5 separate regions of the Mus musculus genome follow, and regions 2, 3, 4 and 5 are each linked to region 1. The links are chromatin contacts, called in public Hi-C, HiChIP or PLAC-seq and promoter capture Hi-C maps. All regions are on one chromosome and are shown on one strand. Each heading gives the region's core, a stretch centred on a gene start, on an enhancer-like site or on the middle of the called end of the contact. The rest is flanking DNA. Distances are from core to core; before and after follow the strand shown. Region 1 holds the start of Grid1 (glutamate receptor, ionotropic, delta 1). Region 2 overlaps Grid1 (glutamate receptor, ionotropic, delta 1). Region 3 overlaps Grid1 (glutamate receptor, ionotropic, delta 1). Region 4 overlaps Grid1 (glutamate receptor, ionotropic, delta 1). Region 5 overlaps Grid1 (glutamate receptor, ionotropic, delta 1).

The links. Promoter capture Hi-C pulls out the DNA fragments that hold promoters and counts their contacts. Hi-C and Micro-C count contacts between places; a contact is called where the count stands out from the background. HiChIP or PLAC-seq counts read pairs in DNA pulled down with a chosen protein or histone mark.
Region 2: a contact with region 1 is called in an H3K27ac HiChIP or PLAC-seq map of neural progenitor cells, with 4 times the contacts expected there. The contact joins the enhancer-like site here to the promoter of Grid1 in region 1. A contact is called at or near these places in 3 of 39 promoter capture datasets (embryonic stem cells and hippocampal neurons), 4 of 484 Hi-C or Micro-C datasets (cortical neurons, embryonic stem cells and ventral hippocampal neurons), 5 of 115 datasets of contacts at active chromatin or transcription factors (embryonic forebrain, embryonic midbrain, embryonic stem cells and 1 more) and 1 of 9 other capture datasets (embryonic stem cells).
Region 3: a contact with region 1 is called in an H3K27ac HiChIP or PLAC-seq map of VIP interneurons, with 2.7 times the contacts expected there. The contact joins the enhancer-like site here to the promoter of Grid1 in region 1. A contact is called at or near these places in 4 of 39 promoter capture datasets (embryonic stem cells and liver), 3 of 484 Hi-C or Micro-C datasets (cerebellum, cortical neurons and embryonic stem cells), 8 of 115 datasets of contacts at active chromatin or transcription factors (VIP interneurons, embryonic forebrain, embryonic stem cells and 1 more) and 1 of 9 other capture datasets (embryonic stem cells).
Region 4: a Hi-C map of cerebral cortex shows a contact between it and region 1, with 2.6 times the contacts expected there. The contact joins the enhancer-like site here to the promoter of Grid1 in region 1. A contact is called at or near these places in 6 of 39 promoter capture datasets (embryonic stem cells, hippocampal neurons, liver and 2 more), 1 of 15 datasets of contacts at CTCF or cohesin (embryonic stem cells), 2 of 484 Hi-C or Micro-C datasets (cerebral cortex and embryonic stem cells), 5 of 115 datasets of contacts at active chromatin or transcription factors (astrocytes, embryonic forebrain and embryonic stem cells) and 2 of 9 other capture datasets (embryonic stem cells and pancreatic islet).
Region 5: a promoter capture Hi-C map of hippocampal neurons shows a contact between it and region 1, with 4 times the contacts expected there. The contact joins the enhancer-like site here to the promoter of Grid1 in region 1. A contact is called at or near these places in 3 of 39 promoter capture datasets (embryonic stem cells, hippocampal neurons and stem cell-derived epiblast-like cells), 1 of 15 datasets of contacts at CTCF or cohesin (embryonic stem cells), 7 of 115 datasets of contacts at active chromatin or transcription factors (a beta-TC-6 cell line, embryonic forebrain and embryonic stem cells) and 1 of 9 other capture datasets (embryonic stem cells).

The regions. Positions count from the first base shown.
Region 1 is chr14:34,817,926-34,823,194 of GRCm38.p6, reverse strand. Grid1 (glutamate receptor, ionotropic, delta 1) reads right to left here and starts at 3,059. Exons shown (of 16, transcript NM_008166.2): 1 at 2,889-3,059; 2 at 487-642. The coding sequence starts at 2,967.
Region 2 is chr14:34,965,778-34,971,645 of GRCm38.p6, reverse strand. The region is part of intron 3 of Grid1 (glutamate receptor, ionotropic, delta 1); the gene reads right to left. Among named protein-coding and RNA genes, the nearest start is that of Mir346, 74 kb to the right of the region's middle. Within about 2 kb of position 2,370, at least 27 of the 459 cell types and tissues checked have an H3K27ac peak or open chromatin away from gene starts, as enhancers often do. A contact at or near this core is called in neural progenitor cells, where this site is marked.
Region 3 is chr14:35,045,756-35,051,887 of GRCm38.p6, reverse strand. The region is part of intron 4 of Grid1 (glutamate receptor, ionotropic, delta 1); the gene reads right to left. Among named protein-coding and RNA genes, the nearest start is that of Gm41133, 85 kb to the left of the region's middle. Within about 2 kb of position 2,472, at least 4 of the 459 cell types and tissues checked have an H3K27ac peak or open chromatin away from gene starts, as enhancers often do. A contact at or near this core is called in VIP interneurons, where this site is marked.
Region 4 is chr14:35,026,480-35,032,128 of GRCm38.p6, reverse strand. Grid1 (glutamate receptor, ionotropic, delta 1) reads right to left here. Exons shown (of 16, transcript NM_008166.2): 4 at 5,179-5,384. Among named protein-coding and RNA genes, the nearest start is that of Gm41133, 100 kb to the left of the region's middle. Within about 2 kb of position 4,173, at least 7 of the 459 cell types and tissues checked have an H3K27ac peak or open chromatin away from gene starts, as enhancers often do. A contact at or near this core is called in cerebral cortex, where this site is marked.
Region 5 is chr14:35,006,198-35,012,022 of GRCm38.p6, reverse strand. The region is part of intron 3 of Grid1 (glutamate receptor, ionotropic, delta 1); the gene reads right to left. Among named protein-coding and RNA genes, the nearest start is that of Mir346, 110 kb to the right of the region's middle. Within about 2 kb of position 2,817, at least 13 of the 459 cell types and tissues checked have an H3K27ac peak or open chromatin away from gene starts, as enhancers often do.

The sequences.
Region 1 (5,269 bases), core at 1,810-4,309:
AGTGTGCAACTGAGCGCTCGACAGGCTGGGCTACAGACAGGACAAACAGGAAGAGCTCTGAGCTACGAGCTCCCGTGGGCTGCAGGACACAAGAGGCTTCTGGGGAAGTGCACACGACAACGGGAACCCGACACGAAGACACACCCACCCACAAACACGCGAGAAACAAAGACCTCCCTGAGCCACACGCCTGCTCGGTAGCGGCGCAGAGCGCACACGCGCATCCACCTGGCCGGAAAGAAGCCACACAGTCCTGCCAGGAGAGCCGTTTGAGGTGCGTAGAGGCTCTCTGCTTGCCCAGACCGCACCGAACCGCCTACCTTGCTAGGCCTGGGAGGACACGCCACCATGCCTGACATAGCAGCCAAGTAAGTGCCCAAGAGGCTCTGTACAACGGATTGGGTAGCAACCCTGCCTGGACCCATTGCTGCACGGCCTCACTGCCTGCAGCCTAGTGACTCATGCATGGGCTCAGTGACCACTCACCTTCTTGCACCGCCTGGAACGGATTATTGGCCTCGATGACCTTGATGGAGTAGGTGATCTTCTCACTCTGCAGGATGTCATCATTGAGGCTCAGGTCTGATACAGCCAACTGGAACACCCTGTCGTCCTTGGCTGCGTTCTCCTCGAAGATGGCACCTGAGGAAGAAGAGGGGTCAAGACCAAGCCTGGAGAGGAACCCTTCCCATGTTCATTTAGCCCTAGGGTCAGACCACTGGGTACCACGTGGTGGGAGGACTGAGCTAGACTTTGGTTTGGTTTGGTTTATAATGCTTTGTTGAGACAGGTTCTCCTTCTGTGCCCCTAGATGCTTTCAATTCATGGTGATTCTTTATGCCTCAGCCTTCACAAGTAGAGAGATTTCAGGCATGAGGCACTAGCCTCAAGACTCTGTGCTGATTGTTGATTGGGTAGTTTAAACATCTCCCATCATAACCCAAACGGGGTGTGTTCCCCTCGCCACATCATACACGTGCACGGTTGACATAAGTTACACATTCATAGCCCACATGCTACCATCAGGTCACATGTGCTTCTTAAGCAAAGCACCTCATGTCCCAGCCATGACCCATACAGTAAGAGACTGAGGTAGCCTCCTGCTCAGATGCACCTGATGTGGTCCCATAAATCCCATCCCAGGAACCAGAGTAAATTCTCCAAAATGATAAGGTTCCCCTATCCCAATTCCAGAATGGAGTGATGACTTTTTTTTTTTCCTTTGCATTCCCTGGCAAATGCAGAAGTGAAAAGGTGGTCCACGGCCGGCCGGCTCTCCTGCACCAAAGACTTTTTTTTCTTTAAGCAGAAGGCATTGATAACCAGAATCTTGTATGGTCAAGATGCTACCAGGCCTGGTGCCTCTGCTCTTCGTTTCTCACTTCCTCTTCCTGTATGTATGAAAGGGGTGGGGCTATATCCTAAACCCCTAGACATTCTGATCTAGCAAGACTGGAGAGTCCCAGAAGAAACCACTCTTGAATGGCCCTTCTAGAAGCAGGAACAGCTCATCCGGAGCTCTGGCAGACCTGACGCTTTCACTAGGCACACAGCTTCCCTGACCCTGCCCCTATAGCGGAGATCAGTTGGACTGCTGCTCTGGGGTCCTCACTGACCCCCCACAGCCCCTTTACCAGGCGCCGAGGGTCATTGCCAAGGTCCTATTGCTTGGCCTTCTAATTGCCCTGGAGCCGAGAGCTGGGTAGGAAAAGGACTCGGCTCCCGAATTCCTCACTATACTGGAGCCGCAATGCTGACCGCGAGACCCACTCTGGCTCCTGGGCGGGAAGCACGTTTGGATCTTGGCCCGGCACCGGCACCAGAGGGGAGGCCGCAGCCCTTGGAGTAGAGACTCTGTCCCTGTCATCCCCTCCACCTTCTGCTCCGCGGGTAACATCAGCCACGTTTCCTCACACCTCCCAACCCCCAGTTTATCCGTGTTAGCTGGTCTTTCCCAACTTCCGGAAAGGCGACTGCAGAGGGGCTCCCCCATAAGCGACCGCTGTTAGTCCCCCAACCGGGCCCAACTTCTCGAGATCCCAGCCATTCTGCTCCAAACTCCTGATCACTACCCCTCCTCCGGTCTCCCCTTCCTCTGCTTTTCCTCTTCTTCCTCTCCATCCAGCGCCCCCCACCCCACTATCCATGCTCCTTCCGTTCACCCCTACCATCCACACTGTACGCTGGCCCCAAGACTTATATCAGGCAGAAACTCTAGGACTGTCCAGGATTGGGCTGCAGTTGCCACAACCAGATACACACACACACACACACACACACACACCGAGAGCTACACAGACACACACCGAGAAACGGGCAAGCACTGTGTCCACTCTAACAGGCTGACAGAACGCGACAGTCGCACTGAGAAGCTCAGATGGCCCCACACACCCCAACGCCCTCTCACAGTGACACCAACCCCGTGCCAGGTGCATACACACTGGCACGCTGACAGCACCCATCCACAGACACACATGGTTCCGCTTTGGCCTCTTTGATCTTGCCCTGCCAACTTAGCTAGCCCCGAGCCCTATCCGACCCTGGCCCCAATGTTCAAGCTGTGACGAGGGGTCCAGCCCGCGGACAGCCCCGCCAGGGGCACGCATCTCGACAAGGGTCTATCCCAGGTTCCCCGCAGCCGCGGCCCTAAGTGTCGGCAGAGGCCGCGGGGCCCCGCGCACTGACAGGAGCCCCGGGGAGTAGCGAGGTGCCCGCAGGAGCGCCGAGCGGCCAGAGCACAGCTCCTCCGCGGGGCGGCGCGGGCCTTCGGGGGAACACCGACTGCCGAGCCCCTCGGCCCGGGGAGCCGCTAAGTTTGGACTCCGCGCATCATCGGCTCTATTAGGTGGCCCCCGCCCAGCCTCGGTCCGTCTGCTCTCCCAGCTCACCGATGTGGATGATGGAGTCGGCCCGCACCGTAACGCACTGGCATATCCAGGGAAGAAGCCACAGCGTCAACGCTTCCATGTCCCCCCGGCGCGCGGCTCATCCGCCCGGGCCCGGGGCGAGGCCGAGGGCAGCGCGGAGCGGGGAGGCGCCGGTCCCGGTGCAGTCCCGGGCCGCTCCCCGGGAGAGCCGAGCCCGCCCGTGCGTCTTCCCCCGCGCTCCCGCCCCTGCGCCCTGCGCCCGCCCCAACCCAGCCCAGCCCAGCCCAGCGCTCTCGGGCTCCCGCGCCGGCTCTGGTTGCGGTTGCGGCGGCGCTCGCAGCCCGAGCCCAGGCCGGCGCGGCGGGGGCGGCCCGCGGCTGTGGCGGCGGCGCTTCCAGCGGCTCGAGCGGCTCTGGGGGCGGCAGAGGCAGAGGCGGCGGCGGCCCGGCCCGCGCGGCGGCTCCGGGCTGGCTATGTGTCTGAGCCCAGGCGAGGAGCGAACTGCGGAGGACGCCCCCTCCCCTCCCCCTCCCCCTCGGCGGCGCTCCCCCTCCCCTCCCGCCCGCCTCCCTCCCCTCCGCCCTCCTCTCCACCACGTGACTGCGGAGCCTTAGCCTAGCCGCGCGCCGCTCGCCCGCTCGGAGGGGGCGCCCGGTGCTCCGCGCTCCCGGCCGGGGGATGCTACGAGGACGGCACCACGGTGGGGACTTGGTCTGTCTGCGGCGAGCCTAGGCTTGGCCGTGTGGGCCCGGCCTCTGGGTTCGCTGGAGAAACGGAGTAGGCACAGCCATCGACTACCCTCGGGGAGGGGGAACTCGGAACTCGCTGGCGCTGGGGGACTTCAGCCGAGATTTTGCAGTCCTGTCCCTGACCAGAACGGATCAGGGGGTCTCGGAACCCGACCCCCGACTCATGCAGCCTGCAAAGAGACTACAGACCGGGGCACCGAGCCAGGAGGCATCGGGATGCTTAGCGGGCGGGCGGCGGGCTCGAACCCTGGCTGTCCGGGTAGATTTCGGCGGGCGTCCATCCCCCGCCCCCGGGGCGGTGCACTGAGCCCGGAGTCGGGCAGGAGGCTCAGACTCTGAAGCCCAATTCATGGCCGGAAACCGGCGCAGCCGTGACCGCGGCGCCTGGACGTGAGGAGCCTTCCAAGCGGCCGGCGCTCTCAGACAGCGACCTGTACGAAGCCTTCTAGAGCGAGCCCGGGAGGAAAGCTCGCTCCCAGCCGCGGAAGCAGAGCGGGGCTCCCGCCGCCTCCGGGTTCCCTGACTCTGGCTGACCACCCCCGTGAAGCTGCTGAGAGATGGGGGGGGGGGGGCGAGGTCGCAATCCGGTCTCAATTCTCTCACCCAGGTCCTAGTTGGACGAGGCTCCACTTAACACACCTAAGATTTCAGGGAAACAGTTGAGCCCTCCAGGATTCTGATTCCTTCGGAAACCGGGTCCAGCTGAGTCTGGCAGAACTGGGCGCCAGGATGAGCACTGGGTTCAAAGAACCAAGATAGGCTCAGCTTTGCCTAGAGCTCCCAGCACCGTAGGAAAGGTAGACGGCCATACAGGTCATTAAAAAATGTGGAGAGGACAGTTGAGGAGCTTTGGGCCTGGGCTCTGGCCCAGCCTAAGGGAGAAAGGCAGCTATGGATTCTGAAAGAAGAAGATAGTTTCCAAAGGCTACTTAGGGAGGAGAAGCTTGCAGGCATTTGGTGCTGCTAGTGAGCCAAAACAGGAAGAGAAGAAAGAACTGTGTGGGGAACGTGCATTTGTGTGTGTGTGAAGCTGCCAGCCACTGAGTTGTCACTGGCAAATTCAGCTTTTAAAGGGTTGGCGAGGAGTCTGTGCAGAGAGGCCAGAAGGGTCCTGGAAGCTGTTGTTAGGCAGTGTCTCAGCTGACCAGAGGGGTAATGGGGCTATGCGACATCAAAGAGCACTGTTCTATGATGAGGGGACATGGTGAGCGCGGAAGAGAGAAAAAGCCTCCCTCCCGTGGGTGGGAGGGAGGCTGGGCTGCAGGACTAAGTGCGGCCCTACACAACTTACCTTTTCAAGAAAGGTACCACCACAGGACCCTGCGGTAGGAGGGGGGAAGTGCCTATCCAGCTGATCCAAAATCCCCGCCTCTCCAGTTTTTCAGCCCTGCGAAGTTGCAGCATTCCCTAGCTGAAAAGTTGTAGGGAAGTGGGAACTAAAGTCTCATCAGCTTCAGGATTTAACAATGTAGCTCCTCCTGTGGGGACTGACTCCATGGTGGGAAGACAGTAAGGAAGTGTGAACACAGGCACACGGTTCAATCCTGGATGATGGAGTCACTATAGTTTGAGACCTGCAGGTCACATCTCAAGTTGGAGCCCCTGAAAATGTGTAGCCTGGAGAAACCTCCCCTCCTGAGCTGAGCACCCCTT
Region 2 (5,868 bases), core at 1,121-3,620, 150 kb before region 1:
GGAGTTAGGTCCACATCAATCTCAGCCTGGCCTGAACCAAGGATAAGTTGGAATCCTTGGGGAGTCACATCCTCAGATAAGGATACCTCCAGTCTATAGGTGAAACCTTTAGAAAGCAGAAATCCCAAAGCAGAACCTCCCACAGCATAGACGTCCTCAAAGAATGATTCCTTCTTCCTACATAAACACAAAAACCCACATGGGCCAAGCTTATCTTGTATGTAGTCTGCCCCAGCCTTAGTCCTTCTCTCTCTCCTCCTCCATCCTTCCCTGGTCACCCTAGAATCCAGTGGAACAGTTATCACTACATTGCCCAGTGATCCCTTCCAGGCTCACAATGACTTCAGCAGTGGGTCAAGTCCTTGCCAGATTGCAGAGGACAAAGCTTTAGCACACAGTGTTTCCTTTACTGGTCCAGGTCAAACAATTGGCAAGTGGAGAGTCACATGGAACCACTCTGTTAGCAAAAGCTACTTTGGTGGAGCCCCAAGTCACCTTCTCCCTGCATCTTCGAACCACTGCTCCCACTGACCACAGAACAATGTTTATGAACTATGGCACCATAGTTCATACTGGGCCTGCCAACTACAAAGAATCCTTTGGCTCAAAACAGTACATTTGTGTCTGCATACACATTCAGTACAATCATTAATGGAAAGGGCTACCAATGAAAGGCTATCCCCTGATCCTTCTCATGAGGGATCCCATTCCATCATCAACTGTTTCCTGCAGGGGACTAAGAGCAGCATCACCCAGATCCCATGAGGAACACAGGCAGAGGAGCTTGACAGGATCTAGAAAGAGCCACAGTGGGGACCTGAGTCACACTTCTGGACCTCAGGCACCACTAAATTTTGCTGCTCCTGCAGCCTGCACAAAGGCAATATAGGAGACTGTGGCCGGCAGGACTGGCTGGACAAAGGGAAGGGCATTCTAGGTGGTATCCTCAGGTGAGAGGACCAGCCAATGATCCCAAGAGAAGTTTCAGCTTCTACAAATGAAGGACACCGGAGAGAACCATTGGAGATACCAGGCCAACAAGTGGGCAAAGATAACCTCAATTGTTCCTCTCCTTCATCCCAACAAACTGATGAATAGAACAGAGACTAAGGTGACCAAAAGGTTGCCCAGGGTCCTGATTGGGGAGATATGACAGTATCACTTTTTGTGAAGAGAGAGAGACTCTAACGCCCTATACTATGTTCCAAATGTAATTAGAACCTATGATCTGTGATATCTCCCAATGGCAGAGTAGTTGCCTAGCATTTGTGAGGCTCTGGATTCATTCCTTTATTCCTTAATTAATTCCAAAATTAATTAAGAAACAGAAACACACACACACACATGCACATACCATTTCAATGTACTATTATGGAACCTTTGAATGAGAGGGGGGCCATATGCACTAAGGACATTAAGTCATGTCAAGAGTGGATTACTTAGAATATTTGTCTGGTTGGCTTCCTCATGTATTCCTTCTTTGCTGTGTGTGAGCTCCCACAGCCTAGAATTCAGGCTGGCATTCAGAAGGCACGCGTTGAACACTTACGTGGTGAGCATATAGATTGGTAGTCTTGTGTGTTTAGATTGGTAGTCTTGTGTTTAGAAGCTATTATCACAAGTCAAGTGCGATGAAGGACACCAGAAGGACATTCAGCCATTTTCATCTTCCTATACAGGCCCCTGACATCAGTTCTCCATGGCTGCTCAGCCTTCCTGATGGTTGTGACACAAGATTCTAGGTGCTTCAGAGTTCCAGGGTCTGTGGACATTTCCAAGAAACCTTGCCCTGAGGATGGCACACACTGCCCCTGGAAATCTGGCATGGAAAACTTAGCACCCGAAGCAAAGAGAAGCTCTAGGCCACGAAACCATGAGGCAGCAGTGGAGGAGCCACCATACTGCTCCTCATTGATTGCCACAAATGAAGTTCTTTGTAGAAAAGAACAAACTGCACCACAGTGAGACCAGCCAAGGCCAGCCTAGCACAGCACCCTGGTGTCTGGGGCATGCTAATTACAGTGCTGTCTGAGCCCATTTGATGGACTTCTCCCCACCACTGCTCCATAACCCACCCACTAATGTGTCCCCACTGGATGGCTTCCAAGAAGGCCAGAGATTTACCAATCAACTCTAATGCAGATGGGTGATAAAGGAAGAAAACTGTAACTCAGAGATTAAAAGCCATGATGTCAGCATTGAGAAGATCTCGATTCACTTAGCTTCCTTTGTAGCCCATGTCAAGGACTATTAGCTGAATTGCTTATTGTATTTGGGACTCCTGCTTACAACATAATCCCAGATGCTCCACCCTCTCTCTCCAGCGTGTGACAGGAATTCTGCATGCTGGCATGGCTCCCATCTGTGACGGATGTTACAAACACCAATCCTCTAAGGAGCCTCTGGAAACTGCATGGGGTGAGCAATTGTCTGAGTGAACCCAAGCACGATGGCTTTTCTGTAGGACAGAAACAGCCCCTGTGGCAGGCAGTTTGATACTGAGAAAAGGCTGGGAAGTTTGTGTAACAGTTATCCTGAGGTGTAATGGATATAGTAAATTACATTTTTAACATATGAATGGCTACAATCAGGATAGAGAATATACTCATCACAAAGTCTTCTTCTGTCCCTGCTTTTCTCTTCTGTTCTACCTTGTCCCTAAACAAGCACTAATCTCCGATCTATTACTATGGATTTCTTAAATAACTGTGCTATTCCATAGTTTTCTATAAGTGCAGAGTGTATACTCTTTGCCTATCTGCTTTCATGCTACCTAATTATTCTGTAAACTACCCCTGTTGCTCCTGTCCTCATAACTGACTACATTGTAACACTGAGTGGTGGCCCATCATAAAGGTATGTTCAGTTCATCTACCCACTCACTTGTCCCTGGATACTTGAGCTGCGGGTCAGAGGTATTACAAGTTAAGCTACTGCTTACATGCATCTCTGTGTGAATTATACTTGCATTCCTCCTGAATAAATACCTGGGAGCCGAATGACTCATGTGGCAGGTGTGTGTTTAACTTTTCAAGAAACTGCCAAACTGCTCCAAAGTGGTGGTGTTGGTTTTCAAACCAACAGCACAATTTAAGATTGTCCCACAGCTGCTCGGTGTGTTGTAGACTTGGCGCGGCCATTATTATTTTTTTATTATTTCAGCAATTTGAGGAGCAATATAGTAGCATTTCATTGTAGTGTTAATTTCATCCTAATAATGATGATGATAATAATAATAATAATATACATCTTTTCATGAGCTTCTTTGCCATCCATCTATCCTTTTGGGTGCAGTATTTATTCAAATGTTCAAATGTATTTTTAATTGTGCTGTTATTGAATCTTAAGAGTTATTAATATATCCCACATCCTCTATCATATATGTGATCTGTAAATATTTTCCCTCAGTCTGGGGCTTTTTATACTCTTAGTACTATCTTTTAATGAGTTGAAGCTCCTAACTGTAGTGCAATCTAGTTTATGAACTTTAGTTTCCTTTCATGTATTGTGCTTTTAGTGTTTGGTCTGACAAGTCTTTGCCTAGCAGCAGATCACAAGCACTGCCTTCCGTTCTACCACAAGCACTGCCTTCCATCCTACCACAGCCTCTGCCTTCCATCCTACCACAGCCTCTGCCTTCCATCCTATCACAAGCACTGCCTTCCATCCTACCACAGCCTCTGCCTTCCATCCTACCACAGCCTCTGCCTTCCATCCTACCACAGCCTCTGCCTTCCATCCTATCACAAGCACTGCCTTCCATCCTACCACAGCCTCTGCCTTCCATCCTACCACAGCCTCTGCCTTCTGTCCTATCACAGCCTCTGCCTTCCATCCTACCACAGCCTCTGCCTTCCATCCTATCACAGCCTCTGCCTTCTATCCTATCACAGCCTCTGCCTTCCATCCTATCACAAGCACTGCCTTCCATCCTACCACAGCCTCTGCCTTCCATCCTATCACAGCCTCTGCCTTCCATCCTATCACAAGCACTGCCTTCCATCCTACCACAGCCTCTGCCTTCCATCCTATCACAAGCACTGCCTTCCGTCCTACCACAGCCTCTGCCTTCTGTTCTACCACAAGCACTACCTTCTGTCTTCCCCCAGTCCTTTCACAGTCTTGAGTTTACACTGGTGAGTGCAAGGCTATTGAGGCATCTTTCCTTGCAGACAGACACTCAGTTGTTTCTGCACCATTTGCAGCAAGACTTCTTTCTTCCCAGGATTGCCTTTACAACTCTGTTGAAAATCAATCATCCCTGTAAGTGGGAGTTGATTTTGCACTGCTTATTCTGCTGTAGCCATTCTTATCTGTGCTTATACCATAGCAGTTTGATTATTGTAGGATTTCAGTGTTTCCTAGTCATGTAATGGTAGGCCTCATTACTGTTTTTCAAAATGCTCTTGACTATTCTATGTGTTTTAGACTTTTGTGTGAAGTTTAAAGTCAGCTTGTCAATTTCCACCCCTTAAAACATATGTTAGGGTTTCCTGGGATTGCATTATATCGAGAAAATTCATTTGGGGTACAGCTGGCATCTAAACAGTAATGAGTCTTTGGATCTGTGAACACTGTGTGCCTCTCCACTTGGGCATCTTCAATTTCAGCTTTGTTTTATAGTTTTATATGTATACAGGGGTCCTGTTGATTTTTGTTGAACCTATTACAAACCCATCAATAACCTACCAGAGTTCAAATTATTACACTACTATAGATAGTATTCTTTATTTATTTTTATATACTTCCACACTTGACTTTTAAATACTAATTTCTACACTGCAATGTTATTAAATTCACTTGTTAATCCCAATAATTTTTTGTAGATCGCACTGAACTTCAATACATATGATCAGTAGATTAAACATCTTAGGTTTGCTTCCTAATTTTTTTTATTTTATTTCTTTTTCTTACTTGATTTGCCTAAACATTCTGCAAAATGTTCATAGATGCAGTAAGAGTAGACATACATTCAGGTTCCGATCCTGAAGGGAAGTTATGCAGTATATCCCCACTATAGACGGTACTAGCTCTAGGTTGTCACAGACACTCTTTTCCTGATTGAAGAGTCTCCCTGTGCCCTATTCTCCTGAGACACTGGATCTTTTCAAATGCTTTGTGCTACAACATAAACATGTACGTTGTTCAAATCTGTTGGTATAATGATTCTAAATATTTAGGGGGTGGTGCACAACAGGGTTTCTCTGTATAACTATGGCTGTCCTGGAACTCATTCTGGGGCCACACTGAAATTGAACTGAGTGCCACCTACCTCCAGAATGCTGGATTTAAAGACATGCACCACCACCACCAGGCAACATGATTTTTTTTTCCATTTTTTATTAGGTATTTAGCTCATTTACATTTCCAATGCTATACCAAAAGTCCCCCATACCCACCCACCCCCACTCCCCTAACCACCCACTCCCCCTTTTTGGCCCTGGCGTTCCCCTGTACTGGGGCATATAAAGTTTGCGTGTCCAATGGGCCTCTCTTTCCAGTGATGGCCGACTAGGCCATCTTTTGATACATATGCAGCTAGAGTCAAGAGCTCCGGGGTACTGGTTAGTTCATAATGTTGTTCCACCTATAGGGTTGCAGATCCCTTTAGCTCCTTGGGTACTTTCTCTAGCTCCTCCATTGGGAGCCCTGTGATCCATCCATTAGCTGACTGTGAGCATCCACTTCTGTGTTTGCTAGGCCCCGGCATAGTCTCACAAGAGACAGCTACATCTGGGTCCTTTCGATAAAATCTTCAGGCAACATGATTTGATTTTTAATATCAAACCATCCTTGTGTCCCTGGACAAAGTCTGCTTTTTCCTGTTTAGAGATTATCACTAATCTTTTGTTGAAGATTTTACATGTA
Region 3 (6,132 bases), core at 1,223-3,722, 230 kb before region 1:
CTCACATTCTGCTCAGCCATCTTATAAACTGTTTACAATCGCTAGGAGCATTTACAAAAAGACATACACTACATCCCAAGGATGGGAAGGACAAAGGCATCACCACCCAGGCATATTGATCACCTTCCATCTCCCCCAGCCATGTCATGGAGGAAGCAGAAAGTCATTACTAAGCATGCTGGGCCAAGTCTTGCACACTAGAAATGAATTAGTCATCCGGTGACAGCACTGACCACACACTGCAGGGTGTTCCTGGCTCTCTGGAGATATTCATTCATCATATCCTGGGCCCCAGAAGGAGAGCTCCTTCCACTGAATATTTCCTCAAGCCTGGGGCTCTCCACTGCCACCCCGGAGTCTACTCAAACTACTCGCATGCACATACACACATGCACATGCTGACAGGGCATGCTCCAGTCTAACATGGAAGTTGGCGAGAGCTCTTCTGCAATCTGCTTCTCTCACTTTCTTAGCTTTACAGAGTTAGCAAGAACAGACTTAGGGAAATATAGAACAGAGCTTGTATTAGTCAGGATTCTTTAGAGAAACAGAACTGATATTCTCTATATATTGATCTATATCCATTGACTATATATTGATCTAGGACGGGGATTTACTAGAGTGGTTTACAGGCTATGGTCCAGCTAGTCCAACAATGGCCATCAAACAATGGAAAGTCCAAGAATCCAGTGTTTTTTTCAGTCTATGAAGCTGGGTGTCTCAGCTGACCTTCAGTATATTCTGGAACCCCAAAGACCGTAATGGCAGTGATAGCAGGCAGGCACTCAGCAATCAGCAATCAGCTTCCTTTGTCCAGGTCCTTATACAGGCTGCCAGAAGAAAGTGTGGCCCAGATTAAAAGTGGATCTTCCCACCTTAGAAGATCCAGATTTAGGACAGGTCTTTCCACTTCAAATAATTTAATTTGAAAAGAAAAATTTCTCACAGGTGTACCCAGTTGCTTGGGTTTTAGTTCATTCTACATAGCAGTCAACTTGGCAACCTAGAATAGCCATCACAGGGTTCAACACTAAACCAGCAGAAAGGAGGATCTCCATGCCTTTGCAAAGTCGCCATCCAGTCCAGGGTGGACCTGGACCCACATCCTCCCACCCAACACACTTACTCTCCACGCTCACATGTCTCTAACAGCAAGGTCTCAGTACGTGTGTGGGTGCCAGGAACATAATGAGAAGACCCAACACTCTCTCCCATACCTGTGTCCCCTAATCTATCAGAAGCACAGCTCAGACTCACCAGTGTGGCTTAGTCTCATTTACAGGTTCCTGCTTCAAGGACGAGCTATGCAGGCATCTGACCACCATATTCAGTAAATCTAAAGGCCAGCCCTAGCTAGCAATATTTCACAGAAGAAGCATGGATAGCTTGGGGCCCACACATCTGAAGCAATCCTCAACCAGCTAAATGCTAAATACCATTCATGGCTTCTTCAGTGGTCTGGCCAAACCCAACCCCAGTCTTGAGGATAGTGGAGCCTCACTGTCCCTTTGGTTGCTGATTCGTGCCTACACTATACTACAGTAGGTACCACACTCAGGACTCACTGAATCCAGATGGGTATCAGAGAGTTTAATCTCCTGGGACCTATGGCAGTGCACTGAACCTGTCCACATGACCCACAACTGGAAAGCAAGCTGGAGTGCAGGTGCCTGGGATGTGAGGTGAAAATGGGAAGGGAAAAGATATATCACATAAAAGCTGGAAGCAAGCAAAGCCTACAGCAGGTGACAGGGCTTTGACAGGTCCCCTGCCTCCTCCACATGCCTGCACTCGGCTGCTGAGATGACTCTACCTGACAAATCAAACCTACCCACTCCCTACCTCATTATTTATTCACATAATTAGGTAGAGGTGGTTTTTTTTTTTTTTAAGTAGTGATTTCCAGTTGCTCTGAACATCTGGATTAAATTCTCAGCACCTTTTCCCTCAGAAAGTTGAAGGAGTGTTTTCAGTTGAATGTGCTGTGTTTTAACAAGAAATGTTATCCCAAATACCTACGAGAAACTAGGTATTTGGGATAACGCAAGGACTAGGGTAAGTTTAACATGCCCAAGAAGACAGTGGGGTGAGGGAGGATCCCATTGTCCCCAAGCTGAGAGGGGCATGATGCATGTCAACCACAAATGTGAGGGAGCTGAGGCCCAGACTCTGGATTCTCTGCCCAGGGTTCCAGTCAGCAGAGTTCAGAGGCACTCTCAGGAGCCATCCCTCTGTTCCAGAGGCCCTGCTGGTTTCTGCATCTGCTCTCCCCAGAGCCCTATGAATACATTTGCCGTGCTTGCCTCCTGTTCTCACAAAACTCCAATCTGAGTCCTGACCTTCTGAGATACAGATCTCAGTGATGGAAAGAGAATGTTCTTCAGAGAAAGCGGAGCTGGAAGGGGGCAGCCGCCACTTATCAGTGTTGTTCTGGGCATGCGGGGGCTGCATTTCCCATCCTGAACGCACTTATAAAGCCCATTCTGCATGTCGAGTACTAGGGGAGAGAGGCAGCTGTACTCCCTCTCTAGCAAAGATTAGAATCTAGTGGGCGAGACTGACAGTAGTCAAAAACTGCATATGACGGAGAGATCACTGCAGTGTGAAACATGAGCTCAAAGGAAAAGCTTGGGTACCAGTTCATATCTAGCAGGACTACAGACAGCAAGGTGTCCAGGAAAGGCTGGCCTGAGCAACCGTGGGGAGATAAACAGGACGACAGAGTTAGCAATGTGAAGAACAGCCCAGACTGACTTAGGGTCAGAAAGCCATGCGAGACAAGACTCTTCAAAGTCTTGTGTTCCAGACTGCAAACTGAAAATGGCGTCCTCTAACATTCTCATTGCAGAGCCAAGAACAGGCAGGTGCCAGTCAGCAAGGTGCTTATCCATCAAATGCAGCTCCCCACTCTGACCTTCCGACATGCTCCAGGAAACTTTAAGCAAATATTCAAAGAATATTTCAAGAATTAATTCAAAGAAAATAATAAAACGGTACCCATGCAGATTTTTACCACTGTCAAAAACAATTGATAGAAGATTGGAACAGTCATGATGTCCAATAACAGGAAACATTAGGTAAGCTACAGAACATCAATTCTTCATCTAGATGCAATCATTAAAACGACTGTTACAAAGGCTTTGAGACCACACAGGGAATGTTTAAGGCAGGATGTTAGGTTAGAAAAGCGGAGCACAAAATTGTGTCTAGGTTAAAAGTAATTACATATAAAAGCGGTGTACATGTGGTCAGAGAATAACAGAGAAAGTGGCAGGCAGTAGGCAGCTCTTCCTTACTTGGATGTGAAGTCTTGAGAGTTGGGGGAGGCGCCTGTACTGAGGGGTGGGAATAGGGAGAGGGACCTTGAGTTCAAGTTGATGCTCTATGCGGGAGCTGCACACTTAACCAAGCCACATGCCTCTCTGATTGGTGCCTATTGGTCAGATGAGGACACAGGGCAAACGGCCCATCTAAGAGGTCATGGAAGTCAGAGGGAAGTACTGAGTGCTGGCCAACAGTGTGGAGGTTCCAGGGCTAGAGGTTGGCGTCTAGGGAGAGCTTATTAGAATTGATGGGTGTGATAGGAGGGAGAATGGAGGAAAAGAGTGAAAGATACCAGAAATAAAGAGGAAAATGAACTGATGAAGGTCAGTTGAGAACTAGAGGATTTAAGACCTGGAGGCTAGAGAATATAGCTACAATATAGCTACCCACAGGCTAGGCCACACCTACATTTGGATACCCCACAGTGAATACCAACACAAATACAGCACAGGATTGCGAGCCTGGGACAAGGCATGCCTAAGTCCGAAGCTGAGCATCAGTGTTGCTGCCCAGGTGGGATGGAGTTTGTCAGTGCTCACTCCTCATCTTGCAGGTAACTCCTTCCTCAAGGCAACCCTGACACCAAACTTAAGACACAGCTCCAACTACTTCCAAGTTTGATGGCCTGAAAAACAAAGCATTCTCTGATTGGCATTCCTGGAGGCAGAGAGCCAAACAGCTAGAGCTCTGCAGGAAAGGCTTCGTGGGTATGGTGTGGTACAGGGGGCAATAATAGAAACAAGGACTCCTCCTGGAATAACCTAATAACTTTGAGGTGAATCCATCAGGTTATGTTGAGACATTAGAAGTATTCTGTTGAATCTCAGCACTAAAGGTTTTCTATCAGGGGTCATTTTACTCGGGATGGCTATGGCTAGGGGACAACAGCAAGATGGCACCACTCCTGTTAGACATTTGTTTAGGACCCACTACCCCAGTGTTTCTCAACCTTCATAATGCTGTGATCCTTAATACAGTTCCGCACGTTGTGCTGACCCACAACCATGCAGTCATTTTCATTGCTACTTCATAACTGCAATTTTGTTACTGTTATGAATAATACTGTAAATATCTGTGTTTTCCAATGCTCTTAGACAACCCCTGTGAAAGGGGCATTCCACCCGCAAAGAGCAATAGAGGAAGAAATAGCCACAATGTTTTGCCAGTGGGTGAATTCAAATGTGTGTTGTCTGTCATCTGTCTGTCTGTCTTTCTATCTTTCTGACTATGGTCTATGTGTCTGTGGTAGCTCTATGAACTACATAAAAGGCCTTAGGGAGCTAACATCCATGTGTCTTGCATCTGTCCAGGACATCAAGTTCACACTGTATGCTACCAGTTCTAGTCTGATGTGAGTAGACAGGAGTTCCACAGTCCCACACACCTTAAATAGCTACTCTGCTCACACTCTTTGCTGGAAGTGCATCCCGATAGCTATCCAGATATAATGGCCATAGTCTGAATAGTGCCCCTTAAGGTATACAACATACAGGCTTTATAAGTGTAAGTAGGAAGTCCTCCAGGACAACACCAAGACAGATTACTGCCAACCAAACCCTATACCAATCCATGTTTCTTTGCATCCCACATTCTCAAGAACAACAACAAGTAAGATGAGGGTTTTTTTTTTTTTAAACTACCTATTGAATTTAGAGGATACCACAATGAAAGACACAAAAAGTTATGACCTGTGACAAACCTTAACAAATGCTAGCTGTCATGGATGCCTGGTAGGAATGACGCTTCAGTCAGCAAAGGTCCTGTGGTTCTTCTCTGGGGCTGGACACTTCTATGTGAGAAGGCACTGACATATGCATGAATATATACTCATGGATACAAACATGCATATTATACTATATGCCTGAGACTCCTCAGCTGTGAAAACAAGATCGAAAACAGGATTTCTCCCAGGTGAGGCAGAAAAGGCATGTACAGAGCCTATCACAGAGTAAGCACCTCACCCTCACGGCTACTGCCTTCATCCACTGGAGCCATCCCATCCATGGTACCCTACTCTGCCCACCCACCATGTGCTCTCTGCACCTGTACACATGCAAATACACAACCCAACCCTATACTCGATGCTCTGATTCCCAACCCGCAAGAAGTACAGAGCACAGAAATATGGCCCAGTGTATCGGTTAGTTGTTGCCAAAATAATGCTGCATAGCAAGCCTCCCAAAACACAGCAGCTGAAACAAACTTCGTGTCTTCTGAGATGTGTGGATGGTTGAATCAGGTCAGTTTCTCTCTGTAGGTGTGTGGCTCAGCTCAGTGGCTCTTCTTTGTCCTCATGTTTCTCATTCTCCTTGGATCAACGAGTTTTCAAAGATGAGTTCCTTCTCTTCCTAAAGATGAAAATCATAGAAACTCCAGAAGAGAGACAGAAACACCCAGAATCTCCTGTGACCCAAGCTCAGAATTGGTATATTATTATCTCTGTGTCCACACCATTAGCAAGTCACATGGCCAATCCCAAAGCCAAAGGGACAAGGAACTATATTCCACCTGCCCAGAGACCACATCCAGGGTCTGGTAAAGGATGACATGAACAAGTGGGGGTAAGCATTCAGTGGGCCACAGCCCCCCTTCACCCGTAAAGATGTTCTAGAACATCTGCAGCTCATGCAGATTAGCTCCAGTCTCTAACCTCCTCTGGACTCAGACCTTCCTCAGCCTCTCTATAAACATGTTTAAGAACATAGGCAGGAGTTCTTACCCATTTGACAGGAACTGGGAGACTTGGAGGAATAAAAGAACTTGTCAAAGTCACATTGTTTTTCTGCTTAGTGAACGGGTCGACACAAT
Region 4 (5,649 bases), core at 2,924-5,423, 210 kb before region 1:
CACACCACAGACAGGCCAGGGCCACTTCACCTACAGAAGCAGCCTAGGCGGTTTGCTGATCTCTCCTGACCTAGAGTAGGATTTTAAGAGTAAGTCTTCTCAACAACAGAAATCTTCAAACCAAAGTCCTGGATTAAGAAGCTACCCTAGGACAGCTGAGCAACCAAAGAAGCAGCCAAAACATGCAAAAGGAAAACCCACCTTAAGCCTTTCTACACAAAGAAAGAATGATTTATTAAAAAATGCCACTTATTTCCCTAATGGATGGGCAGGTTTGGGGGGCTCTAATAAGATACAAGAGCAAGTGTCACACAGCCGCTGACTTACAGATTTACATTCCAATAGAAAGGAGAGAATGCCCAACTTTTATGGGACACAGAGATGGGAACACACAGGCACTGGGGAAGGGAAAGCTGTGCCTGTCATCATGAACAAGGATCAATCAACTGTCTTCTACACAGTGTATTTTGCTAGTCTTTCATTTCTAATGAGACAAGGAAGATGGAAAGAGAAGGAGATACAGAATAAGTGAAGGAGAGAGACGGACTGTAAACAGCCAAAAGCAGAAGCCCATAATGATGTGATGAAAAGACAAAATTCAGGAACCCACACAGTCAGGGAGAGTCTCAGTGGGTGAAAGCCCCAGGTCATGTCCTCTCTGTTAGTCCTTGAGGGTGCCCTGTAGCATGTGGCCCAGGTGGACTCAAGGAAAAGGCTAGTTAGTTCCTGCATTCTCGTAGTTGGTATGGTCCTTGATCCGCAGAAATCACCAGACAGTGTGGTGCATAGGTGATTGAGTAGATGGAGGGGTAGATGGCAGATAGACTTGGTAACAAATGGAAAACACACAGCCAATTAGGAACAAACTGGCAGTGGAGAGCTGGTCTCCCGCATCAAACCTGACACACAGAGGGATAAGAACAGGAAGACACAAGTCCCTGATCCTGACTCAGGAACCTTCCAGCCATCATCAGCTTGGCCTTGGTTTCATCAATTTCTGCTCTCACATATCACAGATGCTAAGCTATCCATCCGCCATCAGACCCTCCATATCCATTCACTCACTGCCAGCTCCTTCCTATAGATCTAGCGTCATTATTGCTGAGTCCAGGAAGCCTCCTGGGCACTGCGGCTATGTCTCCCAGGCTACCAGGTACTTCTCCATCCTTCTGCCATTGTAGATAATGGGAGCTGTTCATACCTCCATCTTCCCTGACCAAGAAGAAAGTCCCATGGAAACAGGAACCAAGTCACAGTACTGGAGGGCTCATTAAACCTGGAAATGTGACAGATGGAATGGTGTGAGTGGAGGACAACTTCAGAAGCTGTTGGTGAACAGGATTCCCAGGGCAAGGCCCTGATCTTAGTTCTTCTTGGAAGCTTCTGACTTCATTACTTGAGTTTTACAGGCTCTGGAGTGAGATAAAAAGGACCATACCCACCTCCCCACCTTGTGAGCCAGCTGACAGGTTTGAGTGAAGATAACATCAAAGGTAAACTTACTAAAATCCACTAAAGCCATTCAACAGCCAGCGGTCAAAGCCTCACTGGGAAGACAATGAGCCCAATCTTCTCCCTAGTTAGGATGACTGAAAAGAGCCACCCTCCCTCCAAGGCCAAGAGCTGAACACAGCAAGCCTTGCTGGAGGAAGAAAGTGTTTAGCAAGCCCCAAGGACATCAATGTGGTGATCACAGGCATGGGATGGGAATACCAGGACACTATCCTTCCAAGATCAGGGTCAGGAGGCATCTCCTCCCAGCTCAGCTGCTCCAGGAGATGCTTCTCCTCCACACTCAGCTGCTCCAGCGTAGGGCCTTCTCATTGCCTTTACTTTGTTGTTGTTTCTATTTTACTGTTGTCTTAGGGATAGCATCTTGGCACATGCTAGCCAACTGTTCTACACCAAGCCAAATACTTAACCCTCTCATTACTTTTTTTTTTTTTTTTTTTTTTTTTTTTTGGTTTTTCGAGACAGGGTTTCTCTGTGTAGCCCTGGCTGTCCTGGAACTCACTGTGTAGACCAGGCTGGCCTCGAACTCAGAAATCCACCTGCCTCTGCCTCCTGAGTGCTAGGATTAAAGGCGTGCACCTTTTCAAGACAATATATTAACATCATGATTGGTGAGCCTGACTCCTGAGAGGTGAGGACAAGGAATCAAGACTGAGTGGTAAACAGTACTGGGAGTGGGTCCATGAGCCCACAGAGCCCTGGGCAGGCACCAAGGCCTCAGTCTCTGACCAACTTCCTGGAATCATCAAGACCAGAGTCTGGGCATCTGCTAGCCCCAGGCAACACTGTCCCTCATGATGCAGAGTCACAGATAATCCAGTGATGCCATGTAACCTCCAGGCCAAGGGCGGGTAGCGCTGATCTGCTTCACTAAGGTGACTATTTAGAGAAGCAGCTCCTAACTTGGTTCACTGACAGCCTGGCAGGTCCCAATTGGCAGGGCTTCTGACTAACAACAATGGAGGTGTCAGCCAGCCACAACAGCAGATTCACATATCAAAAAATGTAAGCTTCCAGCAGAGCTACCTGTCCTCATCCCCTCCCACTCAGCCATGCTTCCTGGAAGGGAGAAGGGAGGCTTAGCAACTGGGAAGCCCACACAACCACCATGGACTATAGCTCTTCTGTGCCCTCCCAACCAACACCATAGCCCTGATCACTGTCCTGTAGGGCTGAGAAGTATTTACTTCACCTTACAGTGCTTAGAATGTCATAAAATGCAGACAGTGGGTCACCCTCGCGGGACTCATCTATCCTGCACTAACAAAGGGGAAAGTGGGTCAGTCTACCTGAGGAGCAATGGCTCTGGGCAATGCCAAGGCCACTGTACAGGAGTGAGTTCCCATCTTTTGGATGATTTGCATGCCCAGACAGCTGGACAGAACTATCCTCCTCCAGCCTTCAGATCAATAGAGGCCATCTATGTTTACACAGTAAGGCTCTCAGAAATGAGGCGCGAGGAAAGCTTTCAGGCAAATCTTCCTCCACAGAGCTGGCACAGACAGACGCATGTGTCCATGACAGAAAGTGTAGCACACCATGTCTTCTGAAGTCACCAAGCATGGAGGAGAGACTCTGGAACTGGCCATACCTAGACTGGAACTCCTTCCATCTCTTAGTAAAATAAATGACTTCATACAAATTACTTGACATCTGCTTTTTGGTTTCCTCATTTGCCAAGTGCTCTAAAGAGGAAGTGAACACAAGGGGCCAGGCCCACTGTGGGCATCAGGAGGACATGGCGTCATCCATTTCTAAAGGCATCACAATGATCCTGGACTTTCACTATAGGAGCTGAAAGAAAAGGCAGAGGAGGTGTGTCCTTCGACTCAAAATCCAGAGCTTACCCTCACACTCAGTCTCCAGACGAGGGAAGAAGCCACTCTGGTGGAAGTCTCACCCCAACCACCCAGAGACACAAAGATTTGTGAACACAGTCTGAAGGATTAGAAAAGACAACTGGCTAAAGCCAAGCCAAGTATGCCCTGCACCACAGGACTTGGCATAATTAATCACTTGGAAATAACATATTTAGGCCAGTTGTCGTTGAGTGTAAATCCTTCTGGGGCCTAGAAACAAGAAACGCCTAGATCCATGGAGAAGGAAAATATACATGTATGTGCAGATAAAAGGGATGGATGCTAAGAAGCTTGGTACCAAATGCTGATCATTACTGCCTCCTCTTTCACCACTGTCTTACCAGATGCATAAACTGAGGCTACAAGGACCAAGCAAATTGATCAATGTCACACCATTAAAAACTAGATCAGAGACTAGATCCAAATCTACATAACTGCAAAGCTCATGGTCTATCTTCTCCCAAGCTTCCCAGCAGGCCAGTGGCATAGGGGGAAGGAAAAGCAGGAAGGCCAAGGAATTAGCACGAAAGTGAGAAGCTGGGAAGCTGGCAGCAGAATCTGTGGACGCTCTCCCCAGGCGGAGCCTGAGCCTGGCAATAAACAACAGAGAGAAGAGTCACCCGGGAGCAGCCTTCTGCAAATACACCACTGGGAACATTCGGGGAAAGGCTGGCCATGTCAGTCCGGCTAATGCAAAGCTGAATCGCTGCGTGCAGAGACGACAGTTCTGGTGAGGAAGCTGAGAACCCACAGCACAGCACAGCCTGGCTGACCACCAGCACAACTGGGACCTGATTAGCTGAGAGCGGCAGGGCTGCTGGCCAACTACACCGAATTAAGCTTTTCCAATGTTAAGCTCTCCAGCAGTGGGCTTCGTGCTGGTTCCTGATGCATGAGGTAGCATTTTGAATGATAATTAATTAGAGGGGAAAGCAGAGTAAGCAAGCAAAGTACATCAGATGAAATTAGTGTAATTCTGCCATTCTCTTTCATTTTACCTTCAATCAGAGTGGGCCGGCCAAGTTGGCTTGGGTTATGTGAGAAACCCTGGGGGATCATCCCACTGCTCATGATCCCATAATCCACTGGGCCATAACTTGTTCCCAGACACACCATACCCCCAGTAACTCCTTTCGCCCAAACAAACTCAACCCTAGGGAGTGACTAGCAACTACCTCCTATTTATTGCCTCTCTGCCATGAGACCTCTGGAGCCAGCACCAATGGTGCTCATTCTAGTCCACAGTTTCCTAGCCTGATGTCAAATTAATGGATTCTTTGTTAAATTGGTGGGCCCTCCTTGTCTTCATTAGAAAGTCTCCATCCCTAATAGAGGTGTTCTTAAAAGAAGCACACACAAATCAGTCCAAGCACCTAAGAATAATGCTCACTCAGGGATTGCTTGATACTGTTGATATGCAACAGATACCTCCATCACATGTCAACAAATCCCACGGAACACCTGCCCACTTCTCCAGAGAGCTAGAAATTCCTTCCATCCCTATAGGTATATACCTGTTAACAAACAAAAGAAAATTAAAGGGAATAAAAATGCTGGGTTTCAACTCAGAGAATTGAGGCAGTAACATATGCAGGCTTCTCACCAGCCTCAAAGCCTCCTCGTGGTCTGTGAAGGAACCGAGTCATCTGCTGAGGACAAACCAGTATCCAAGTCACATTCAGGCCTCTTCCTGAATGGTTAGGTGCTGTGGGCTGAGCCCTCTGTTCTCTGTTGTTTCTGGTACACACTTAGGCCATTCAGCAGTCCTGAGCATCAGGCATGAATGGCCTCAGATCCCATGACCTACCTCATTGATGAAGGAGTGCGCCCCCTGTGGGCTGAGCAGTAGAATGGCACGGCGCAGTGTGTCCCGGTAGCGATTCAGCTCCTCGGTCTTCATGGTGGTGAAAAGGCTAGTGAACACGTGACTGATGTTCTTGTCCACCTTTTGTAAAGAGACATCCAGACCCAGCCTTGAGGCCTGATCCAGGAAGCTTTGGAGCCCACGGATATCTGAGCATGGAAGAAGAGGGGAAAGAATCATTTTTTTAAGTGGGAAAGGATCTATCTGAGAGGGCAACTAACGCCAACACACCCAACTCACGCAACCATCAGAAGTAACAAGAGTCCCCATCTACTTCACTTATTCAGAGCATGGTGCAAGGCAGCAACATAGACCCAGTATCCCTCATCAGTATCCAGCCCCAGGATATAAGGTGGTTGTCTGGTAGCATCAGGAACCCTTTCTGCCACCCAAGCTATGCCAGAATCACCCTTT
Region 5 (5,825 bases), core at 1,568-4,067, 190 kb before region 1:
ACCCCAGGCTCAGCATCTACCACAAAGACCATAGAAGCCTATAAAATTGTGAAATCAGCCAAAGTCCCAGCTTGAAGCCCAGTGTGACTTCAGCAAACACATACCACTGAAGGCAAAGCTGTATTAAGCAAGGAAGTGAAATCATGGGAATTTTTTTTCCAAAAAATCTGAAGTTGCATCTGTGATGGTCTCCCTCCTTCTTAAAGATCAGACAGTCACCTGGTATTTTAAATACTGTCTTTCTCAAAAGGAATTGAAACGAAAGAACACATTTCAAATTGCTTCCCCTACTATTTCAATTTCTGAGAAAGACCCAGGCACAGAGAGTACGTACAAAGAATATTTTACCATCTGTAATGCACAGGGATATGCATGAAGGCTGCCACCTCGCACCCAGGAGGAGTTCCCAGCTAGAAGAGCTCGGAGATTACTGGCAAATGTTCTAAAGGCTGAGACAGAACTTTGAGTCTCCATATTTTTTTGCGCTTCTTTTCCTATCTGGGATCCCAAAAGCAGACTTTGAATTTCTTCCCAGATATAGTTTATCCATCATTCAGGTTCCTTATTAAGACCTCTGTCCAGGTGCCATAAGTCCTTTATCACCTTCTCCCTTCCCCACTACCAGCTCCAAAGCCTTCATCACTGTCAGGGGCATAGAGCAGCTATCAAAGCAGGGTATGATGAGCCTGGGTCCACAGGTGAGGAAGCACACACCATACACATCAATGTGTGCTAAGAACAGAAACCACAGAGACTTGCTATGATACCCATCATAAGGAACAGCCCTGTCTAGCTCAGAATCCTTCTGTGTCTCATCTGCTCCTTCCACAGCTTGCCAGCTCTGCATCTTTTCTTTCTATTGACTCTCTCCTTCTTCCAACTTTTCTTCCTTCCTGTCCGAACACTGCTCTGAGTCAGACCCCGGGATGGGTGACAGGGCATCTGAGTTCAAGGGCTTCACAGATCTGCCCTCAAGGAACCCCCTTCTTCACAGGGGCTGACCTGAAAGCAGGGAGGGAGTGATCCCTCTGCCATTCTAGGAGCGTGCCTTAAATGTGAGATCTTTCCCCTTGCTAGCTGTATATTCTGAATAAATTAACCCATACCTTCAATCCATGCAGACTACAGAAGTCACCAAGAAGGCTGATTCAGTAGCAAGGGGGCCAGAGACACACAGATGAGTCCATCGCAATAATAAAACAGGAAGCAGGTTATTCTTTGTCATGACCTGGCAAAAAAAAATCAAGAACCCAGGCAGGGACTGTCTTCAGGTGAGGAGGATGCTCGAGACACACTATCCTCAACAGCACGGTGCCTATTGTTCTGGGCCTCAACATCCTAGTCAGAATTGACTACAGTCAAGGAAGGTCCAGACCACAGTCAAGGGTACCTCTGGAATGAATGTCACTCACCAAAAGCTATTCCTTTGTGCTACCCATGTCTTGGATTTTCTGTGTTCTGTTCATTGGTATCAGGGTTCCTGCTGTCACTTAGGGTTGGTCAATTCCTGGAGATAGTCCCAATGGCTCCACATATCCCATTCTAAGTAAATCAACCCATCCAGGACCCACCATCCAACCCCCTTCTCTTTGTATTCTCATACTCCAGGATATAATCTACCTGCCCTAATCAGCCTAGGGCCAGGGACAGCCTACTATCCAAAGCCTACTGCAATCACCCATGCCAGCCAGCTCTCAGCCTGATTCCCCCTCCTCGCCTGCTTACCATAGGGAAGGCCCTAGCTCATGTACAACCGTGTCTCATTTCTTCCCAGTGTCACCTCTCCTCCCTTGATACAACAAGCTGTCATTTCAGTGGCTATCTTCTTATGGCCTTCTGCCACTGCCATAGCTAGATAGTAATAATGTCTGTATTAGCACTGTCATGCTTGCCATTGCAACACTACTTACAGTAGTCAAGATATAGGATCAACCCGCATGTCTATCGGCAAATCCATGGATAAAGACGTGTAACATTTACTCACAATGGAACGCTATTCGGCACAGGAAAAAAGAGAATAAAATCATGTCATTTGCAACAAGCAGGAAAATCCAGAACACATGATATTGAGTGAAATAGCTAAACACAGAAAGATGAGTACCATGTAGTCTCTTTCATATAAGGAGTATAAAAAGATGAACTCTTAGAAATTTGTCTTGTGATGGCTGCTGGCATTTGTGTAAACTGAGGGAATGGATGAAAGGGCCAAACCTCCAATTTAAAAATAAATAAATAAATAAAAACAATAAATTCAGGAGACACTTTGAACAAATGGTGACTACAATTCATACTAGCATGTTTTATATTTGAAAATTGCCAAACAGATAAGAGTGTGAGCTAGTGACAGCCTTGCATAGCGTGATTTAGACCTTGCCTAACGTACCCATACATCATGTCATACCCCTAAACATGGACAGCTTTGACCTACCCCCCCCCAAAACAAAACAAAATGCCCTCTCTCCTGGTTGCCTGGGATACAGAGCTCTAGAAGGACACAGAGAAGCCAAGTTTGATCAACCCATCCATACCCACACCTCACCCATCCCCTAACCAGAGGTGCACGGAATAGTCATTCCAATCCATTGCCCCACAAGCTCATTGACCTCCTGCAACACCTCTCTGAGCCATTTTTACTCTGCAAACAAGTGCCCCACCTTGCTCAGGAGAGCTGGGCATGCTTCCGTGAGAGGCACACATTAGAGCTGCCACAGCACAAAACAGATGTCCCCGCTGTCGGCTCCCTTCCAACCTTCTCATCAGCATAGGAAACGCCCCCAGAAAGGTTCTCAAATGAGCAAATCATCTCCCTTGTTCTAGAGGCTCGTCAGGAAAGGAGGTGCCGTCCTGACAATCGGGTGACACAATAGGAAACTAAAAAGGTCGGCTCTACCCTCTGTGATAATGGGAATTTCAGAGTTGCAAAGTAGCTGAAAGGAAAGAGCTGTCATTGAAAACTCTGAGAAAGGGGGACACAATTCTACCTCTAATGAGGACCAATAACATCCAGGAGGCTCTGCTTGGGCAGGTTTCAGAAGCAGCCACAAAGCCAGGGGAGGGTAGATTCTGGGAAGAAAGAAGGCCTAAATGTTTTCCCTGGGGGTGTATTCTGGCAGTGGATCTGTGTTCAAACACGGGGTCTCCTCTGGCCCTGCCCAGGGCCCTGCCAGCAGAGGCTATTGGCTGATCAGAGCACACTCCACTTCCCACCAAGCTCTATTCCCTTCCATTTAAAAAACAAACACAAGGGAAAAACATTTTAAATAATCAGGATGGAAGATCAAGATTAAAAACAATTTAAAATAAACGTCTACTCTGGCACTTTGGAAAAAACATACCACGCTGCATTAAGTGCTTTGAATTAAGTAAATTACACCAAGTAACTAATTTACATAATGATCAAGATTTGCATTTTACACATGTTATAATGAAAATGGGTTTATAAAATAATTCTTCACCAACTTCTGTTCAGAGATGGGAAGCATTTGCAGAAAATTCCATGATATTTATCTGCTACTGTCTTTCATGTTTCAGATTTCTGGCTCCTTCAATCAGGTTTTGGTTTTTCTTTTTCTTTTTTTTTTTTTAATCTGCAAGGCCCCTTATTCCCAGTGCAATAAATAGTGCCTTTGATTTGCAATTCCCTCTCGTCAACTGAGTGAGATCATATTTTTTATAGAATCCATAATATGCTAATGATTTTTAGAATTTTCACAAATAAAGTTTGATGTCCCTGTCACCTTTCACTTACAAGGTATTTGGGATTGATTTTTAGCAGCGCTTCCTGTAAGATCTGGAGGGACTGTGCTTTTGCTTAGGACACTGCCTGGCTTTGTTGGATAATGGATGGCACAGCATTTAGAGGTATCAGCAGTCCCCTGGGGCTGAGGCAAGACTCCCAGCTGATACCTCCAATGGATAGCCTTCAGTTTTGATGGCTACTTCCTGCCTCTAGGACCCTTGGGTGTGGAGGCCAAGAGGCAAAACATAGTCCCCTGGAGCTTCAGGCTGTTCAGCCACCATTTGTCTCCCTCCCCACAGCCTCTGGATGATGCCCGATCACACCTAATTTCCCAGATGAGGACATGGAAGGACAGAAAGGTTGAGACTCTCCAATACCACCAGACAAGAACGGAATGAGCCACCTCTGTGCTTTGAGGATGTTTTTCCAGATCTCTAGGTAACTTAAATAAGATCACACACACACACACACACACACAAAAAAAAAAAAGTAACTTTCCCCATGCATTTCCAGGGACCCTAAACTAAACATCTTTGCTCTTTGTTAATAGTGTGTCTGTGCCATTGCAGAAGGAGCAATGGCATAATATTACTGGCATGTCACAGTCTGAATGTCTATGTCCCTCCAACCCCCATGTTGAACTCCTAGTCCTGGTGGCTGAAGAAGGAGGAAGATTAGTGGGGAAGCCGGGGAGGGGGGGCGGGATGGTGATGTGTTAGTGCCCTGATAGGAAACAAGAGGCCGGACCAATGATCCAGCTTTTTCCCCACCCTGTGTGTCGACACAATGTGAAAACAGACTTCTGCAAACCAGAAAGAGAACTGAACCCTCAACAGACTCTGGATCTGTCTGTCACCTTGCTCTTGAACTCCTAAACCCCAGAGCTGTGAGGAAAAAAAAAATCCATTTAAACCATAGAATACTCTTTTCTTCATACCAAGCCGAGATGATTAGTACACAGCAGGGGCTTTTTAAGGTCTGACTTTGTGCCGCTACACTGAGTAATTTGCATAGACTACTTCATCCATCCATCCCCGTGACAGCCTCATGTCTTCTGAGGTTATCCAGCAAGGAAGAGACTGAATAGAAGTTCAAACCCAGAATTCTCCAGCAAGCCAGAGACACCTGAGAGGTGACAGGAAGGAGGAAGGTGCACAAACTCTGTGCTTATCTGGGAACCACGTGTAGCCCAGACTTCACCTGGGCCTGAACACCCCTAAGGAATGACTAGATGATGTCCACTTTGCAGCTTAGTCACCGGCTCAAACAGAAACGGGGTGCAACTTCAGCTGTCTCCCAGGAGAGACCTTGCTCCTTGTAAGGCGCACCTGGGCCTGGCAACCCCAAGCTCAGTTCTCCAGAGGGCTCAGCCAAAGCTCAACAGAACTCCCCAGAGACCTGATGCTGGAGTCTAGCTTTCCGGAATGGCAAGAAGATGCAGATGTGACCACTCCATTACCAGCTGCTAATGTGCGATCAGTATTAATAACTGCCATTACACAGCGAAACATGGCATCCTCATTAGTCCTGTAAATTACCACTGAGGAAAAATCCAAGATACTAAAAACAGCACACCCAGCTGAGATGAATTAGAAGCAACCCAGGTTGGGTGCCACCTCTTCCGACCTGAAAGGCGCTGTTGTCCGACTACACACCAGGCCCTTCTGATTCCCAGGACCATCGACAACCCAAAAATGGCAGGGTGCCCCAGTCATTACTCAAGAGATCTCTGTTGCCCCAGCAGCAATACTCTGACTTCAATCCCTCACTCAGGCTTTCTCCAACACTCTATCTACTGCCCAATTAGGTCATGTTCTGTAGCAGATGTCAGAGAAAGTGACAAGAACCTGAGATAAGCTTCAGAGAACCGAACTGAAGACAGGAAAGTCAGTAGCATTGGGATGCCAGGAAGTACTCATGAAGGGGTCTGCTTACCATCAACAAAAGTCTCAAAACAGCGTTCGAGAAACTGCAAGAGTGGGTCTTATAGGTTGAGCATGAATTCTACACACAAACAAGAGGGGATTAAACTCTAGACCAAGAGGACCTCAGGACCCCTGGGATCCCAGCTTTACAAAGTCAACGG